2 separate regions of the Rattus norvegicus genome follow, and region 1 is linked to region 2. Evidence: chromatin contacts called from public Hi-C data. All regions are on one chromosome and are shown on one strand. Each heading gives the region's core, a stretch centred on a gene start, on an enhancer-like site or on the middle of the called end of the contact. The rest is flanking DNA. Distances are from core to core; before and after follow the strand shown.

Region 1 (6,546 bases), core at 3,270-5,769, 43 kb after region 2:
TTTTTTAACTAAGCACACATGTCTCAGTAATAGAAGTTTGCTCAAGTACTTTGTAAATTGCATTGTACATTAAAATAACATTTAAGTTTTATTCTTATTGAAAAAAATTGATAGGAAAAATACTATGAAATCGACCAGCTAAACAACAAACAAACAAACAAACAAACAAACAAACAAAACAGTGTTGAGCCTTTCAGTCAAGCCCAAGAGAGTCCCTTAAGGTACACTGTAGGCATCATCCATCTGGGCACAGTGTGCCTCTTTGCAGTCTTGGGGTGAGGCAGTCAGTGTTTCAGCAGCACCTCCTCTTGCAGGGCAGGACCAGTGTGCATTCAGTTCTGCATTGCACCAGTGCAGACAACCCCAAGCCAGTTCCTCCTCCCTTCTCACTTTCTTCCTGCGTGACCTCATCTGTTTCTAGAGTGTCGGATAGCTGTGCTCTCTGAAGGCCCATTCTGTCTCCTAGCTGCTCCACATCTCTCCTCTCAGTACTTAAGTTAAAACTGGAGTGAGGATTCTTCGTCACGTTCTGCTTTCTCACCACCTCTCTTCTCAATATAAGTCACGAGGTCCTCACGTTCCAAACTGAGAAGTTCTGTAAAATAATCCCCGTCTGCACTCCACCCAGCACCTGTGGGTGCCACGTTCTTTGCGTTAGTCACCTAGGCAGTATTGGAGGTAACCTGAGTTTGTGGGACTGTATTTTGCATAAATCCTTACATCTGTCCAGCACAGTATGTGAGTTGGCTGTGGGCACATACCACGGAAAAATAAGGTAGTTTTTTTTTTCGTATTTTCTTAGACTCTAGAACTTCTTCTACTTATTATTTCACTAACTTGTATATTTGCATATGTGTGCTGTACTTTGATGGATTTATTATACTCCACTGCTTATCTTCTCAGTTTTTAGGGGCAGGCCATTGACTTATATGGAATCCTTCATTTTGAAATGAATACTTCCTAATAATGAATGCAGCTTCCTAGCTTTGCCTTTACTCTTTATATCCCCAATAATATTATGTGCACAGTTTCTCTGTACAAAGGAGAAAAATATATACACGCCGGTTTTTATTGCTAAAGTCTTTGCCAGATCCTATAAATTTGAACCTCTGGGTTGAGGCTGTGATATATGTGAAGCGTCCTTCCCCAGCAATGGCGGGAGGTGGTACCACGCTGCATTTCGATATTTATAAATGCTTAGTGGGGGAAATAGAGTTGTGATGTGTTGTGCAGGGAAGTCCAGAAGAAAAGTTATTTAATACCACTTGGTTTTTAAATGAAGTCTGACTATAGATGGGTCCATAACGTCTTCTATAGAATTATCGCCTCACTCTGCCAATGAGCTTCATGGTCTTTACATGACAGTTATGTTCATGTGCATTCTTTTAAAACCATACTCTTTATTATTATTATTATTATTATTATTATTATTATTATTATAATATTTACTTACTGAGCATTCATGTGGGTGCACACAGGGCTGAGGGAGGCATGCGTGCTGGTGGTATTTGTGGAGGTCACAGGACCACTTGGGGCAGTTTGTTCTTCCCTCCCATCACAAGGGACCTGGGATCAAACCGATGCCCGCAGGCCTGCCGGCGAGTGCCTTCACCTGCCGAGCCATCTGGCTGGCCCTGATGGCTCAATCCTAGGTTAGTTTTATCGTTTCCTTCTTGTATGTGGTGTCAGTGTTTGCCACAGGGTCTCAGCAGAGCCGGGGCTGTCTTTCAGCTCATGACTCTCCTGCCTCATCCCGACTGCTGAGGTTGTAGGCACGAGTCGCCGCGCCTGATTTTGGCTTGGTTTTAATTCTTGCTGTATCTTAGAATTTGGAATGACAGCATGGAGTTGAGGATTTGTCTTGTCCTGCTCCTCATGAATCTACACACCTATAGAGCATGCGCGCTATGCTCCTCACGTATGTAGATCAGAGTGATGTACACACGGAACGTGTATCAGCTTGTTAATGTCTATGTCACGAGAAGACATTCAAATAGTATTAGATGAATGGACAGGAATGATAAAAGAAAGCTTGGAAGGAGCATTCTTAGTAAAAAAAACCCACTAGTTAGCCTCTTTGGTCTTTGGAGATGACCATCACAGATGACTCAGACCATCTGAGTGCTTCCTGCAGCGTTTCGTGGGCCACTCTCATGTTGTGTTTTGAAGGAAAGTGATATTGAAAGCCAGCATAGGTCTTGTAGCGTCCACAGAATTCTCTGTAGCAGTGTTGTCAGTGAACTGAGTAACATTGGGATGGCGGAAAGACTGTGTGGCATTTGCACGTGCACGTTCGAGATGGGAACTTCTTCAAAAAACACAATGGAACCTAAATAATGTCCCCATTGTTCATTCTTAACAGAAGACCCATTTTCTTTCACAGGGTGGAAATAGTTGACATTAATTATCTTTAGTCATGTGGATATTCTGTGAATTTTCTCCCCCTGTCTCCTAAAAGACTTTGTAGAAGGATGACCTCTGAGTCTGCAGCCCTGGCTTAGTCATTCAGAAGTTCTGAAGCTGAGGATCCGATTGCTGAAAATGGCTGCATGGAGGGATTTCTCTGATTTGATGTTAACCTTGTAGGCCTCCTAAGTCCAGGCTATAATGCGCAGAAGGATGTAAATAATTTGAGGACCAATTTATGTCGATTTCCTCTTAATGGGAGTTCTTTAAATTATGGTAATGATTATCGCTAGGAATTTCAGGGGGCCATATGGCATTGCATGTCTGAATATATTGTTTTAGCAAGGTATGCTCACGTCAGCTAAAGGACAAGCTGGCGAAGAAGAAGATAGCAAGGAAAGGCAACTCTTCTTAGTGGTGGACTTGGCAACAGAGGTCTCCATGATCTCTGCCTTATTCTTGTGGAGTTTAGGTCAGGTTTGAGTAAGCACAGCAGTGCATTGCAGAACCTATTGGGCTTTTCTTTCTAGTCAGTAACCTATGAGAGACAGCCACGTAACACAAGTACCACAGTGAGGAGACTGCCTTGCCTGCCACCTTAGCTGTTCCTATGCAAATCGTAACTTTTCAGTGTTTCCTGTAGCATTTATCTAATGCCAAAGATACACACTTTGTCTGGGAAACAAATCTTCTTTTAGACTTTTGACTTCCTTCAGACTTGACTTTCTTTTGGGATTATTTCGGTGAAGGCTTTCTAAGGAAGTTTTTTTAATTTATTTGCTTGTGTCTACATATGTCCATTGAGGATTATATATATTGAGCAAATAAAATGGGACTAAACTCCAGGGAGAGGGCATGCCATGGAAGAAGAAAGGAATCAGAGGCTGGGATCAGTCTCAAGGGCTCAGAGGAGGACAGGCAGTCAGCCTATGTGCGTTTTGCAAGGGTACTCAGGTTTCAGAGAAGGGGCCTGGATGTCAACAGCCAAGTCTCCATAATGCATGGGAATGATCTACAGAAGCTTTATGGTCCTGTCATGGCATGTTTGGTGAGTGAGTGTGGACCGACATGATCAAGGGTAGAGAAGTCTGTGAGTGAGGCACCAGTCAGAAAGTCCACGATGCTTCGTGATTGACGTGGGTTCCCCTGTCATTCAGAGAGGGCATAGAATGGACATTGTCACAGCTACCTGAGTGGACATGGAATCCACTAGGGGTTCTGAACTCTGTAGAGGCCAGGCCCTTTCAGATTGCTGCCCTGTCATGGTAGTTTGGGGACATCACTTTTGAAGACACTGGTAGGACTCTGGCTTGACTCCGCTCAGTTGCATTTGTATGATTTGCAGAAGAGCAGAAGAGCAACGGGCTTTCTTCCCCGCAAGTGTAACCATGTCCGCACTTAAGCTTATGTTTTAGGAAAATGGTAGTAATGTTTTGAAGCCTGAACTCTGGTTCAGCTAAGAAAGACATATGCTAATAAGGAGAAAGGGGAATGTGTTCTGTTCAATATAAAATATTTTGGCTAGACTACTGGGTGCCTACCTTGCAAGGAATCACAGATATTTGGCACGTTCAGAAAAGTGTTGGACGGGGCTGATTTGCTCTGACCGTCAGGAAGCCGTGGAGCCAGGACGCGGGGAGCCGTCTGTTTGCACTGGTTTATGGTGCTGAGGTCAGTGGGGAGGGAGGGTTTCGGTTCCATGACTGCATGTCAGTATATTTTTAAAGTGTGACCTAAATCTAAAGGCGATACTAACAGTAATCAATTCATAAATGAATTTGATGTGTTATTTGGTGGAGGCACAGGTTGGAACGATCGTTCCGAAGGGACGCCTGAGTAATGGGCTCACCGAGTTTGGGGTAGCGCAGCCAAGGATCAAGAGCAGGGTCCGGCATTTTTTTTTTCCGGCCGGCCTGTGGGAATGCAGGTCTTTCACTACAGAGTGGATATGATTTTACTCGATTTTTTTTAAAGGTGGAGAAATGAATGGGGCATGCATTCATGTTTTCACCTAGGCCAAGTGGAAGACTTTGCAGTGATGTAACCCATTAGGCTAGAGAAGCTTTTCTGTGCACTGCCCCGCGGGGCTGAGAGTAAGTTATGAATGCGGCACTGTTCTCCGCGCACAGGGCCTTGCCGGGAAGAGAGCGGTGTGCCTGGGCCCCAGCTATTGAGAAGATGCCAGTCAGGGATGAAAACGTCTTTCATGAAACTATAGCTAACTTCCCTGTGACACATTACCATAAAGCAGAGAGTATTTAAAAAACCAACAGTCTGAAAAATACACACAATACTTTATAAAAGTCGGAAGGCTTTATGTTCGGGTGTGCATGTTTAGTGACTAAAAATATACAGGTTTGTGTCAGAACGCCTTTGAGTGAATTGTTCTAAGTAGCTTTCCTCCGCGCTCCCTCTGTCTGTTCACAGCTCTGGTTTCTTTTGCCTTTTGGTTGAAATTACAAAAGATGTCTTCTGAGACAAATGCTGGCCCATGACATCAGGACGAAGGAATGCTCAGCCTGGTCCAGCGTGTGTAAAGCATCAGCTGCTTAACAAAATGTTACATTTTCCAGGGTAGATTTAAAAATTTTGGATGATCCCTGAGAGTAGGAGTAAGCGCAGACAGGCCTTTATAGGCACTCTTGTTAGAGGCGTGCCAAAATGAGAATTTTTTACGTTAATATTACATACTTCTCCTCCCCTGAAACAGAAAAATGTACTGTGCTCTGCATAAGACATGTGCTAATAATTGATGGTCATAACCACAGTAGGATATAGTACAGAATTTTAAAATTTGAAAACATTATAGATGTTTCAGTTGTACATGTAAGTACTAAATCTTTGAATTTTTTTTTTGAGAGCTAAATTTTGTGGACTTATATGACTCATATTCAGTGAGAAAACATAAAATATGTTTAATTGCTCTTTATTCTTAGGTCTTACCAGGACTTAGTTTGGAACATTCCATAGCATTTCCTGTATTAGAATAGCACATAAACAGATTGACCAAAGTTCAACACATGCATAAAATATTTATTTTTATTTTTTAACTGTGAGTATCCAGTTACAGTTAGTTATTGCTATTAGTCTCCACACTTAATTCTATATCAGCAGAAGAAAATGGGAATTCTTGAAAAAAAAAAACTTTAACAAGTACAAGTTCAACGAAATACATTAAGATGTCAATATATAAACAATTCAAATCAGAAATCAGATGTGAGACATCTTTCGTTTGGTGATTTATTGCCAATATATGTAATACGTAAGAGTTATAGGAACTGTCTACTGCTAGATTCTATTAAATTGTGACTTGAGAAACTAATCATTTTGGTAAAGCCATGTGTACCAAAGACAGTCTGAAGGGATCAAAGGATTTCCTCTCACATAGGAAGGAAAAACATTAAATGTTAAGGAAAAGAAAGCAAGAGTGATGACTGGCACTCGAAGACTGAGCGTGGATGAGAGCTGAGCGTGGGTGATGGCTGGCTCTCATAGGCTGAGCGTGGGTGATGGCTGGCTCTCATAGGCTGAGCGTGGGTGATGGCTGGCTCTCATAGGCTGAGCGTGGGTGATGGCTGGCTCTCATAGGCTGAGTGTGGGTGATGCCTGGCTCTCATAGGCTGAGTGTGGGTGATGGCTGGTCCTCATAGGCTGAGCGTGGGTGAGGCAAACATGTGACTTGATTCTGTCCTGTGGCAGTTCACAGGGATGCTGCTCCTGAATTGGAGAGGCAAACTGGTGAGAAGGAAGAGTTTGCTCACATAAGGTGACCTGGAAGCCTTGGAATTGATGAAAGCTGACAAAAGTCAACCTTCATGTGATGTTTAGATCTACTTTCAGGACATGGGCTATTTAGAAGTAATATGAAGACAGTAGGCTGGGCAGGAGACTTGGGGGTGTGCCCACAGATGCTTTTGTACAGGGGACCTGGACATACCTTTTCTGACATTAGAGCCAAATGGAAGAACTTGTCAGGGTAGAGGGTAAAGGGACACCTTAGCGACGTTCCCTGATACATTTTCCCTTTGACCTGCAGCTTGCAGAGGGTTATTCCTTAGTTCTCTTCGCCTTCCGACAGGTTTTTATACACGTTATTCCTTCTACACGTATTTGCAAGTTTTGTAGGTATATTATAGAGCA
Region 2 (6,695 bases), core at 739-3,238:
TGTGGGGGACGAAGCAGTTTCATATCTCCTGGTATTATCTGCCGTCCAAAGCATTTTCTTTGAGAGGAAAATGGAAACGCAGCTGCGCCGTGGGCTCGGCCAGTGAGAGCCAAGGCTCCCCCCACCCCCAGTCTCCCTGTGACTGCTGGGCGCGGAGGATCCTCCCAAAAGCCACTTGTGTTGGGGACGCCCAGAGGTTGCCCTGGCAGGAGCGGGATGGGGCCTGGCGAGGACTCGCCTTTGTCCAGCTCCTCTAGTTTCCAGAATCATCAGGGTGGGAGGGATAGCATGGGGCTGCTGCAGGGCGGGCATCTGGCTCCTAGATCCTGTGCCGAGTTGTCCTGCTGAGGAGTCTGTCACTCTACGCCTCAGCAACTTCAGGCCAATGGGTCTTGTTTCGCTGGATCATGGTGACCGACTGCTTCCCAGGCTCAAAGGGTTAAGCAGGTGCCCGGCCGGGAGAAGCCTGATTGGCCCTGGGTCAGGGCAGCGTGGTGGTCACAGTTAACTTGGGTTTGTTTGGAGGGTAGGCGATTGCCCTAAACCTTCAGCTGTAGTGCTGGGCTCCCTGACTTGTGTGGGGTGGGAAGGAGAGTACCAGAATGGGAAACCACCACCACCACCACCACCACCACCACCACCACCACCACCACCACCACCACCACCACCCCACCACCACCACCACCACCGCGCAGCAGCAGCAGCAGCAGCAGCAGCAGCAGCAGCAGCAGCAGCAGCAGCAGCAGCAGCAGCAGCAGCTAAGCTGGTCAGGGGCTTTGAGTGCAGGACACTAGCAGAGCCTGAGCCCCGCGTCCCTCAAGGGCTGCATCCGCCGGCATCTCGCATCTCCGCTCCGGCTCACTAGCCAGAAGACAGGGGAGAAAGTGGGCAACCCGTGTCCTGGGGAGGGATGGGGAAAAACGACCAACTCCCACGCCCCCCACCCTAGCTCAGTGCAAGTCTCACTAGAAAAACGCATCCAAACGGCTAGGATCCCTCTTCGCCCCCCTAATGAAAGGCGGTCTTAACAATGTGAAGTAACTGGAAGGCGCGAGGAAATAAATGCACGTGTTTTCTCTTTTTGTTTCCTTGGTGGTTGGAATTCGCAGAGTTCGTTTCAATTGTGGCTACTGATTTATTCGTTTCCCTCGGTCAAAGGGGGGCGTTAAGAGGTGGATCACTAGTGCAAACTAGGATCTAGCTGGACCGAGACCCCACCTCACAAGTTTCCCAAGACTAACTCTTCCGCTCACCAGGAGCGGGAAGAGCCCTTTCTTTTAAGCCGCCCAAACTCTCCATTGTACAAAAGCGCCAGTCGCCCCCCCCCCCCACTACTCCGTCGCCTTTGCAAACCACCTCTCCTAGATAAGTATCAAGTTCTCCAGGAACCCAACTTGCGCTTGGCCACACTTGCTCTGCTTAATGTGGAGAATGGTGTCAAAGAGGGGTCCAGGCTGAAACGGGAGGCTCTGGCGCCCCATTCCTACACCCGCGGGCTGGGATCCTGGTTTCTGGCAGCCTCGGAAGGCTGGAGCCAGCCCGGATGGTGGTTATTCCTCCAGAGAAAGGAGAAAGAGCGCACCACAGTCTTGCACTTTGTGTCGGAAGTGCTGTGTGTGTGTGTGTGTGTGTGTGTGTGTGTGTGTGTGTGTGTGTGCAGAAGAGGGAGGGAAAAATGCACCCTCCACTGCCCGTTATTCCCCTGCACCGGCCAAGTGCTCGCCAAGCTTCCCGGTGCATCCTTCCTCCTCCACCCCCTCCCCTTCTTCTCTCAGCTGGGCTCGCGCGGCGCTGCTAGAGCAGCCAGTGAAAGCAACATCCTGGAAAGAGGGGGGAGCAACAGTGCCCCCCAAAAGGGAGAAAAGGCCCCACCCTGACACGTTTTGCTGTTTGCAAGTCCCTCGCACACACCCCCCCCCGCACCTCCTCCTCGCCACCACCCCCCCACCTCAGCCCGCTGCGCGCACATCAAAGCGCCTCTCCGCCGCGCACAGTGGCCGCGGCTCACTAATGGGATTGCAGGCTGGTGCCTGGCTCCGCTGCTGCCGCCGCCGCTCGCGCCGCTGCTGCCGCCGCCGCCCGAACCCGAGCCCGAGACCCCGCCAGTCCGAGCCCAGAGCAGACGCGCCTGGGGCTCCAAGCCGCGGCGATGATCCGAATCTTTCCGGATTTCAGCGTGCAGGTGACGGCCGCGGCGGCCGGCGGGGCAGCCGCTGGGGTACCGGCCGGTGCGGGCATGGGGAGGGCCGGCGCCGCGGCCAACGGCACCCCGCAGAACGTCCAGGGCATCACCTCCTACCAGCAGCGGTGAGTAGTCCCGCCCGAGCTGGGATAGTATCCCCGCCTCGGGTACTGGGGTGGGACTCACTTTGCTCTTGTTTTGTGCCTTACAACACACATGCACCTCGTCAGGGCTTACTTTGCCTGCCCCTGTGCTATAGAAGGAGGGGTGGGGGAGGATACACAATCCGAATTGAAAAGCACTCTAGTGCACTGGCGAAGTGAAGTCATCCTTTGCCCTCTGCCAGGCCCCGAACGTTGAGCCTCAGCCCGGAGTAGCCAGAGAGTTCCAGTCAAGTCTGAGACGCTGCAGGAGATGCTTTTGCAAAGTTTGGGCTTCCTGTCCCCTTCCAGCAAAATGTTCTCAATGCCTCCGCGGGTGCGAATCCGCGCTGACGGACAGCCAAGGGAGCAATTGATCATCTCGGAGGCTGATTGATCATTTGTTTTCAAACAGGATAGAAACTATTTTCATGTGCAGCGATAGACTTGCGTTTCTACCTAATAGTGAGATCGTGTCACCTGTTACTACAGGGAAATACAATGTGCAATCTGAATCTCTTAGGCGCTGCTAACTATCTTAAACGCATTGTAATGCAAATGGATGAGATTCTGAGATCCAAGTTAGGAAGCAAATTTTACAAAAGTTAGGCTTGGTGGTGAGAAGGAAGTTTTAATACAGCATTTGCTTGTATTTTTCTAAAGATATTCTCTAGATTCAAGATAATTGTCATTAAAACACTGAGCACCCTTTGATTGAGATAGGAAATGAAGAGAAATCTACCACTATCAGCTTTCTAACCTTAAAGTTTTCCCTTTAAGAACAACTTTCGATGTTCTAAGATTTTATTGAAAATGTGATCCACAAAATCGCTATGAGAAAAACTAACAATGTAATCAAAAAGGTAAACTCTCCATTCACGAGGCTCAATTTTATGGTAGATGGAAGAAAAAAGAGCACACGAGAGTGTGAAATTAAATATTTGTGTTTCCCAGATTGTACACGATTAAACATCTGAGAGATTTGCCAATGGCATTTAACTTAAAATATACATAATGCATAATTCAAATTCCCATTTTACCTCATCTTTTAAACTTCATTGATTTGAGAGTCTTTGGTTTGAAACAATAGTACTTAAACTGCAAAGGTTACAGTAATCTGTCATTGCTATATTTTGTGCCTTCTAACCAATGGCCCAGTGACCAGATTTTGCCTAACACAGTATTTTCCAAGTTCATGTAATTGCAAATATTCTGTAGAAGACTTCATTACATGCTCTGCTTCTTGACAAAAGTTTTAAAAAGAAGTCGTGGAAATAACTCTAAAGGGGGCTGGCTAATCTTTGTCAGAGATTTTTTTATTATTAAATTATTTTACTCATGTTTTACTTAAGCGATTACAAGGAACCTTTAACAAAAAAAGATCTGGGCATCTTTCAAAGGCAGAACAGCAGTAAAGAATTCAGTTTTCCCTTTTTATGGTTCAGGTATGGGTTTTTTTTTTTTTTTGTCTTTTATAAAACATTTAAATAACAACAGAATCTGGCGGTCATTTTAACTAGGAAGTGTAGGCAATAGTGACAGTAGTGTGGTCTGTGAGGAAGAGATTCAAGGGTCAGACATGTCACATGGCCTTTGGACAATTCCAGGGACCTCCAGGAACTTAAGCTGACCCATAAGATGTAAATTGGGCATAAGGAGCTGTCATGAATCTCCCGCTCTTAGGGCTTTTTTTTTCTTTTCTTTTTTTCCCTCCTCAACATTGGCATTGTGCTTCAGAAAAAGATGATCTTGGGGTTTAGGAACATCCAGGGGCAGTCACCCCAACCCCCCCCCCCCAGCACCTGCCTCAACACTTCCCTTTAACATTTCCTTTTGGGATTCAGGACATTGGTAAATCATAACCCACTGCTTTTCTAAAGACAGGGGTTAGGAAAAAAAAACACCCAAAACCTCTAAACTTTCTCCTTTGGAGTGAATTATGCCTGCCTTTGCTTTAAATGTTCTCTCATACTGACAAGGTAAGATGATAGTGGTGAAATGCACTTTTCTTCGGTGTTGTCACTCAGATCTCATGACACCTGTTACTGTCTTTAATTTTAGTTAATTTGGGGGCAGAAGAGTTGGGCAAGAAGATTTTTGGCAGGTGTTGGAGGTAAGGTCTAAGCCAGGAGTCTCCTTTCACAGTTCACCAGCACTGGAGTCTTCAGGACTGGCTTCAGGGCTCTGAGGGGTAGACTAATTTCCACCTGGAGACCTGGACGTTCTGCTAAAGTGAATTGTGAAATAACGTTTAAAGACTTTAAGATACTTTTGGGGGAATCTGATGAGGGGTGACAGGAGTGGGTTTCAAAGCAGTGGCCTGCCTGTAGAGAGAGCACAAACTTCTCTTATTTGTCACCTCCGGGCAGAATTGCCCTGAACTGTCTCCTGGAACCAGAACTTCCAATTGGTTAGCTCTCCCTCTTCTTTGCTAGCCCCCATTTGTCTTGTAGGCAACACTCATCACCTTTCCAATTCATTTCCCAATCCCTCTCTCTCTTCTACCTGTAGAGCCTACTAACTCCTCCAAAGAGTCTTCAAAAGCTTGAAGATGTTGCAGCTCTAGTGTCGGTTTAGAATCCCCTCCCTACTTAACTGAAAGGGTAACACACAAGGAGACACCTATTGAGCCCCCCACCCCAACTGTAAAGCGAAGGCAAAGCTTCGCTCACGACTGCTGTTTCCCACCAGACTCTTCCATTTGTTCAAAGCGGAACTGTCTTGGGTGTCTGTCTTGCCTGCTTAATACAGAACTGGCCCTAGTCTGCAAAAGGAGCTGTCCCCATTCTGCAGAATGTCATAGTGGATAAGCTCTCTGCCCAGGGTTTCCCCAGGTAACCGAATTCCATCAGGCTCGGCTCTGAGTAGCCATTTCTCTAGGCCTCCATGGCAGTTTAATGGGGAGGTAACTGGACTAGATTCCAGAGGCCAGCAATCCCGTCCCAGGAACCGGGACCTGGCTCTGCAAAGGCATTTGTATGTAACTGCGTCTCCGCGCTTGGGGATTGGCCTATATGAACCCTAGGGTCTGCATATCTGTACAGGCGTGAAAAATGCAGATGTTCTGGCTCGAGCTCCTGGCTGAGGGCGCCAGAGTCACAAGGTGTAGGTCCTGCATCCCGGCTCAGAGGATCAGGGCAGTGGGCCTGCTGGCCTGGGTCAGCTCAAGACTCATCACCTCACGCTTTTATTTCTACTGTCCCCGAAGACAGTCAGTCCAGCCCACTCTCCTGGCCTTCTAATCCTCACTCTCTCTTTTCTGCAGGCTGACATACTCTAGAGAAGGGAAGTGTTTGAAACTGCAACTGAGTGGCGTTGTTGCGCCAGCAGCCAAGCTTCCCAGTCCCCAAATGAGAGGGCGGGAGAGAGAGGGAGGGAAGGAAGGAGAGAAGGAGAGAGAGAGAGAGAGAGAGAGAGAGAGAGAGAGAGAGAGAGAGAGAGGAGAAGAGCGAGCGCAGAGGCACAGAGAGGGGGGTGGGGGAGAAGCGAAGGAGGGGGAGGGGGAAGGGGGTGTGTATCAGCTTGCTGGAGAAGAGAGAGCTCTGGAGCAAAGCAACTGGAAAATGCCCAGAAATACTTTCCCAGTGGTCAAGCTGGGAACCCCCCGGGTGTCCTCCCTCTCCCGATCCTTCCACTCTTAGGCCCCCGCCGCCCCCTGCGGGGAGGGTGCGCTCCCCACCTGCCCGCCGGCCGAGCCCGGTGGCTGCGGCGAGGGGGCTTGCGGCCGCGCGCCGGCCCGAGCACCCGGAGGCCCCGGCCGGGTTGCCCGCGGGACCGCGCGGCCGCCTCCCCCGCCGCCCGCCCCTCCTCCGCCGCCGCCCGCGCCGGCCGCCTGTCTCCGCGCCGGGCATGTCTCGGGAGCCGGGGCGGCCCGGGCCGCGGGCGCTGTGCGGCGCATGGACGGAGGTGGCCGGCGAGCAGAGGGAGGACCAGGCGCGGGCGGCCGAGGAGGCGGCGACCTGCGGCGGGGAGCACTCCGGGCGCGAGGGGACGTCCGGCCGCCGGCGACGCTCGGGCCCCACTACTTTCCCGTAGCCTCCCAGGCTCAGCAGCGCGGCCGCCGCCACCGTCGCCGCCACGGCCACGGCCACGGCCGCCGCCCGCCGGGGCCCCCGAGCGCCGCGCACGCCCGCACTCTCTCCCGCCAGCCCACGCACACGCACACCCCCGCCCTCCCCACGCCCCCCGCCCCGGGAGGGGGGGAGCGAGGCAAAAAGTAAGAGAGGAAAAAAAAATTGCAGGAAGATGGCGCCCACCAAGCCCAGCTTTCAGCAGGATCCTTCCAGGCGAGAACGGTAACACTTTTCTGTTTATTGAACCTGCCGCCCGCGCCCAGCTCCCGCCGCCGCCCCGGGGGGGCGGGCTCGCTTCCC

Evidence for each region. A called contact is a pair of places that touch in the nucleus more often than the background predicts.
Region 1: a Hi-C map of Schwann cells shows a contact between it and region 2, with 2.1 times the contacts expected there. The contact joins the enhancer-like site here to the promoter of Npas3 in region 2. A contact is called at or near these places in 3 of 12 Hi-C or Micro-C datasets (Schwann cells, frontal cortex and prefrontal cortex) and 1 of 1 datasets of contacts at active chromatin or transcription factors (oligodendrocytes).

What each region holds. Positions count from the first base shown.
Region 1 is chr6:76,477,267-76,483,812 of GRCr8, forward strand. All of the region lies in intron 1 of Npas3 (neuronal PAS domain protein 3), which reads left to right. Among named protein-coding and RNA genes, the nearest start is that of Npas3, 42 kb to the left of the region's middle. Within about 2 kb of position 4,520, at least 45 of the 93 cell types and tissues checked have an H3K27ac peak or open chromatin away from gene starts, as enhancers often do. A contact at or near this core is called in Schwann cells, where this site is marked.
Region 2 is chr6:76,436,319-76,443,013 of GRCr8, forward strand. It overlaps Npas3 (neuronal PAS domain protein 3), which reads left to right and starts at 1,989. Exons shown (of 12, transcript NM_001427296.1): 1 at 1,989-2,307. The coding sequence starts at 2,150.